Linked DNA regions of Gasterosteus aculeatus: region 1 is linked to region 2. Evidence: chromatin contacts called from public Hi-C data. All regions are on one chromosome and are shown on one strand. The core of a region is the stretch at or near the end of the contact, and the rest is flanking DNA. Distances in the headings are between cores, read along the strand shown.

Region 1 (3,035 bases), core at 422-2,921, 38 kb after region 2:
CTAATGGAGGGACACAACGCCGAATAGAAAGAGACGTTTTCACCAGATTTGACAGTTTACTCGCGGGGGGGGGCATCAATGCGCTTGTGACATTTTTTGCTCAATACTCGATTATTCCACAATAGCATACAGAGCCCCCACCCTCAAAAAAAAAAGAACCTATTCATGCCCTGACACCGTAATTGATAAGGACTGCTCGGGGTAATTGTCCACAGGTCCTATTGTGAAAGAGTTAAAAAACGCACAGACTTTGAAGCTGCAGGAGGAAACACACGTCAGTGAAATTTATGCGGTGAATTGTGCTGTGAGCGACGCTCCAAACATCAGGGTTCTGTTGTGTGAATCGGAGGCCGGACGGACACGTAGGTGATTAAATAGCCGGTGGCTCTCCGTGTCTGCTTTGCCAGCTCCGAGCTCCATTAGGGGACATTGTGTGGACAACAATAACAACAACAACAACAACAACAACAACAACAGTGCAGTGTTTGGCTCCCCTGCTCAGATCTACCGTGAACGTACCTGTTTTTTCTTTGATTTCACACAGGACATTGAAAAGGGCAGGCTTCATTCTGTGACAGTTGAGAGCGTGTTTCCTGAAACAGAAAAGTGGCTTCAGATTCCAACACACGCATTCCACAGACCTTTTAGATAAATGCTCTAAATAATATAATCATAAATGATACAACTGCGTTGAGACTGATTAACAGCAGCTGTTAATTCGTCAATTTTCCTCTGACTATGAAATCATAATTAATTCTTTTTTTTTTTCTGACCAACTTTATCAATAAAGTAAAACATTACAAGCGCACAGCTGGCGTCGTCAGTCGGTTTAAAGTGCATCGCGAGTAATAAAGTTGCATCGGCTCGCGACCAACAACTCAGTAATTACATTGCAAACACACGTTTTTGGCTTTAATGTTTCGGGCGTCTCGTGAACGCACCGCGGCTGTGTTTCAGCGCTTTAGCAGGGCGACGCGTTGTCACGCGTTCTCGCGCACTTTCTTATTGAAAGGTGAGGCGAATGTGCGTCTCGCGTCGCTTTGCACACGGACGCGCAAACTCGCGCGTCCAACCTCGCGCACTCGGTCTCTAATCCCCCTTTTATTCCCGGGGAGCGTTCGCGGTCTTTACCTGGCCTGAGCTTCGTCCAGACTCTGGTCCGTGATGGTCATGATTTGCTGTAAAATGTCTCCAATGTCCTGTTTCCTCCCGTCGCCGTCCGGTCCTCCGGTGCCCTCCTGCATATGCGGCGGCAGGCCGGGGTGCCCCGCCATGCCCACCCCCGTGTGCGAGTGCATCAACCTCGTCTGCTCGTCCATCTCTTCTTCTTCTTCTTCTTCCTCCTCTTCTTCTTGTCTGTCTATTTCTCTGTGGCTCTCTAAAAAATCCTGCAGGAACACATATGAGCAAAGAAGAAGAAAAAAGAAATCCCGGTGGTGTTTTTGGGGGGTTCTCGCGGCGCGCGCGCGCACGCTCGTTCGTCCGCCGGAGCGTCTTTTTTTTTTCTTTTTGAATATAAATGGTTATTATTTTCTTCCACTGGCGAAGGTACCGGAGAGGAAAGCGGAGACTCGGCTCCCCCTCTGCTCGCTGGCTGTCTCTCTCTCAGCCGGTCGGAGCTGAATGTGAAATGTGATCTGAACTGCCGTTTCCTCCACTGGAGTACGGCGTGCGTAAAGAGGGAGGGGGGAGTCGCGGGGGGGGGGGGGGGGGCTGGGGGAGGCTGCTGGTTTCAACTACTGACACGGAATGGGGCACGTTTTCTTGTAATCTGGCGCACTGATACCCCCCCGGTCTTCCTGCTAAATTACCCTCCCCTGCCCCCCTTGACAAAAAAAATATTAGTGAGAAATAAGAATGGGGGTTTAATTGCCCCCCCTCCCGTCATGTACAGTACGGGCTGAGCAGGCAGCAGGAGCGGGTCGGACTCCGCCCCCGCCACATGATTGGGGATATAAGACCGTTTAGCCCCACCTTGAGGTGCCTCTCGCGAAGCGTCGATCACGGGGCTGAGGAGGCGGGACGCAGGGGGGAGAGGCCGGGGGAGATGCGGAGAGGGTTCGGAGTGGCAGCGGGATGATGAATAGAGCCTGGACTCCAAAATAAATAACGGTGGCTGACACATAAGGTCTGCTTCAGTCTCCCCTCGTGACCTCAGCGGGAGCACCCAAGGGCCCCGCAGGAGTGCCGAGACACGAGGCCCACCAATCAAACCTATCGGCCAGGGCTTTTCGTTTGGTATAATTATTAAGGCGGGCAATGCGAATGGATATCTATGGCTAGAAAAATCCATCCACTGCTGATACACCTCATGCTTGAGATGATATTCACATCTCATTTCCTGATGTCACGCCGCGTTGTCACAGTAAAACAGGCTGGTTTGGTCGCAGCGACTTTGTTCCTTGGTTTTCAGGTATGTTGCAGGGCTCCGCCTGGCTGACTTTGGCAGGGCCCTCGTAATGTAAGGCGGTGACCCATGTGGCGCAGCCAAGCAGCAAGGCCCGAGTGTGTCTGGCCAGGCTGAAAAGTGCCCTTCAGGCCCAGTGCTGCCTCACTGCCGCTGCTCCCCTCCGCCACCGAGAGCCGTTCGAAGGGAAGAGAAGAGGAGGAGGACGACGAAACAAACATTAAAAAAAGTGCTCTAGTGTGGAACTAAATTGTGAACAGTCTTGTGCAAATGATCAGCCGGGTGTGACTGAGGAAAGGGATGTAAACCCTAACGCGCGCTACAGCTTTTTTAGTGCATGCGGATTATTAAAACGAGGGTTTCATGTGTCAAGGCTTTAAGTTCAAGTCCAAGACACATCTTGGATTTCAAGATGTATTTCAGCGTTTTTTAGGTTTGCAACAGGGGATTTCCTGGTTAGGCAACGTGATCTCCAAAACCTGTTCGTAAAAATGTACACGAAAATCTTGAACATACAAATTGGTAACAATACATAGGAACTGGCGGGGGTTAACCACGCCCCTTGAGTGAACAACATGGCGGACCATGTTGGATTCTTGAGTGGACGTCTCTCCGCCATGTTGGATTT
Region 2 (2,817 bases), core at 46-2,545:
CCTCCGACTCAGACTTTTGAGTGACATTTATCCTCGGAGAAATGTATGCAAATCCAAAGCGCGCATCAAGAGGAACAAGCGATTACATTAAAAAAGGGAAATAGTTAGCGCTGTGGAGCACGCGGTGAACTCTTATTGGCCGGCGTCGCTGGGTATGCTGGTCCAAATGGCATCCATAGACGCAAACCAGGCCGCTGCGTGCGGGCGTGTGTGTAAGCAGCAGAACGGCAGGCGCGCCGCAATTACAGCATGTTTACAGCCCGATAGGCCTCCTACGTCGCCCGTTCGTATGGATATCAGGCCGAGCAGGGGAGGCGCGCGACGATTTGCAACCGTTTGTTAGGAAGAGCGAGGTTGTTTGCGCCTCTGACTGCGGCTTTGGCACGCAACGGCACGGGCGGCGGCGTACACGGGGAGGAGGAAAAAGCCCACCTGGCATCGAGGAAGCGGGAGCGCAGGATCATGACGGCCTCGCAGGTGCTCTGCTTGAGCTGCATCTGGATGGAGCTGAACTTGCGGTGGATGATGTTCACCATGCGCTCGATCTCCTTGGGCGAAATCGGCCGCGTGCGCGACTGCTCCCGCAGCAGGTTCATCACGTGGGTGGTGAACTCGTTACACGCCTGTGGAGAGGACACACACGCACAGGGAACGTGTCAATGGAAGTACGCCGTAAGACTTTGCATATCTTATTCACCGCTGCAGAAACACACACACAGGCAATGGCACACAGTATTTAAAAGTCGCAGATCTGGGGCGCGCTTTCTCACAGAGTAAAGGGGGAATGTAAGCGCTGATATATTTCATATTCAACAGAAGTGGAGATGGCAGTTTGTTGAGAGGAACCAATGACGGCAGTTCCCCTCTCACAGCACAGCCGCCCTGAGAGACGAATACAACGTTTTTCATTCACCCAGCGCGTGTGACACCAGGCGTGAATCTGCCACCATATTACACTGCGACTCGGCGTCTCGTAATGTCTCCTCTTCTTTATTTCCTCTCCCCCCGTCGCTCTCCCTCTCCGGGTTTAAGCCGTGTCAGGCTTTGTGTGTGTGCCTGTCTATCTGCGTGTTCATCTGTCTCACTCGCATGCATCCGAAAGCGACGCCATTGTTATAAATGCGCTGCTTATGAAGGAAAGCCTCCCCCCTCCCCCCTCCCCACTCCCCCTCCATCCTCCCCCCTCCCGACTCCCCCTCCATCCTCCGAGTCCAACAGACATTGAGGAGTATACTTGGAAAGGCACAACGTAGTGCACATGCTGGACCATCCTGGGCTGAGAAACATCACCTACTGAGAGGGGCACACTTAACATTCAAGCAGATCTTTTTGTTTGGGATTTATTTGGCGAAGGGGGTCTAACATTACGGAACAAGTAGGCTCCGTTCGGCTGTGGAGGCCCTCGACTTCATGGAGTCTAGAATGTTCAAGTCATGTTGCTGTTGTTCTGGCGGGTGCAACGCTTCAAAAATGGCGAGATGAAGTGGTATCAATGGTATCAGTATTATTTATCAGTATTATTCCTACTATATGTCCTCACCTGCTCGTACTTCTCCAGCTCTGTGTGGTAGATCTGTCTGATCTGGGTCAGCTTCGCCCTGTAGTCGGAGTGCTCCGTGGAGTTGTCCGCCCCGACCCCGCCCGAGGCCGCCGCCGCGGCCGCCGCCGCCGCCGAGCCGCCGCCTTTCTCCGGACCGGACACGCCCTCTGCCAGCAGCATGTTGTCCAGGCGCATGAGCTGGGGATCCGGCGGCTCCTCCTCCTGGGCGCCGCGGATGCTCAGCACTGCAGGGAGAGCAAAAGGTCCGAGGTCAGTCGGGAAAGGTCACACCTACGGGGCCGCGCCGCGCCGTAACAAGCTGTCAGCCGGAGAGCGTGTGGGTACGACGTTGTTATTCACCCGGCAATATTGACCGAATGGCTCATTCAATTAGAGCTGGCACGATTAATCAATGATTTCATCCAACCCTCCAACAATTAAAATGATTCCTCAAGCATTCCTGATGCCTTCCTCTCTTGTTCATCATTATTAGTCCAAAAAGCAAGACATTAGAAGATGTCACCTTGGACTTAATTAATGAATCGATTAATTCAAAACGTGAAATGAAAATAATCTCAAGTGGCAGCCTTAGACGCAACGTATTTAGTTATTAAGATTTACGTAAAGAATTTTTGAAATCATGGACGTCTTTCACTCACTCCTGCTTTCTCAGTGCCGCTGGATCCACAATCCACTTGTTTTCTTTGTAGCTCCCCTTTTAATTATACCCGTAATTGTTACTATTATCATCACAGCATATTTGTAATGGTACTCTATAGCTGCCAGAGGGCTTGCTGTTTGTTTGTATTTTCTTAAGCATCTTTTTTCATCTTTTGAGAAGAAATTTCCAATAAAATGTCTTTCTTTCGTCATAAAATGAATAGATTTCAAACTGCGAAGTACACTTGTTACTTTGTGTATAATAAAGATGCATTTGATTAACACAGGGGACTTGATGAACAAAATGTTCCTCGCTCTTTTAGTAGATGGATACCGCTGCCTTCCACTAGAGGTCTCCCATGCCATTCTTGAAAAATCTCAAGTCCCACCTTCCATTTTCTACTGTGGAAAACACTGCGAGCCCCCCGACTCTCCTCCATCTGAGAACCATCCGTTCCAATACGAAAGCCCTCCCTTTGTGTGGAGCGTCCTGATGCAAATTGATCCCGGTGTGGATATCGAAAGCGCCTCTACGGCGGCCGGTGGTAGCGCCAACGCCAGCCGTGGATCTGTGACTTCAGCCCCCCCCCATCCACCTCCGTGTGCCGATAGCCGTT

The links. Hi-C and Micro-C count contacts between places; a contact is called where the count stands out from the background.
Region 1: a contact with region 2 is called in a Hi-C map of skeletal muscle, with 5 times the contacts expected there. The contact joins the promoter of LOC120823518 here to the enhancer-like site in region 2. A contact is called at or near these places in 4 of 6 Hi-C or Micro-C datasets (liver, skeletal muscle and whole body).

What each region holds. Positions count from the first base shown.
Region 1 is chr8:4,807,976-4,811,010 of fGasAcu3.hap1.1, forward strand. It overlaps LOC120823518 (pre-B-cell leukemia transcription factor 1), which reads right to left and starts at 1,672. Exons shown (of 8, transcript XM_040183566.2): 1 at 1,132-1,672; 2 at 520-593. The coding sequence starts at 1,319.
Region 2 is chr8:4,770,241-4,773,057 of fGasAcu3.hap1.1, forward strand. It overlaps LOC120823518 (pre-B-cell leukemia transcription factor 1), which reads right to left. Exons shown (of 8, transcript XM_040183566.2): 3 at 1,541-1,785; 4 at 433-623. Among protein-coding and RNA genes, the nearest start is that of med8, 22 kb to the left of the region's middle. Within about 2 kb of position 1,296, at least 2 of the 9 cell types and tissues checked have open chromatin away from gene starts, as enhancers often do.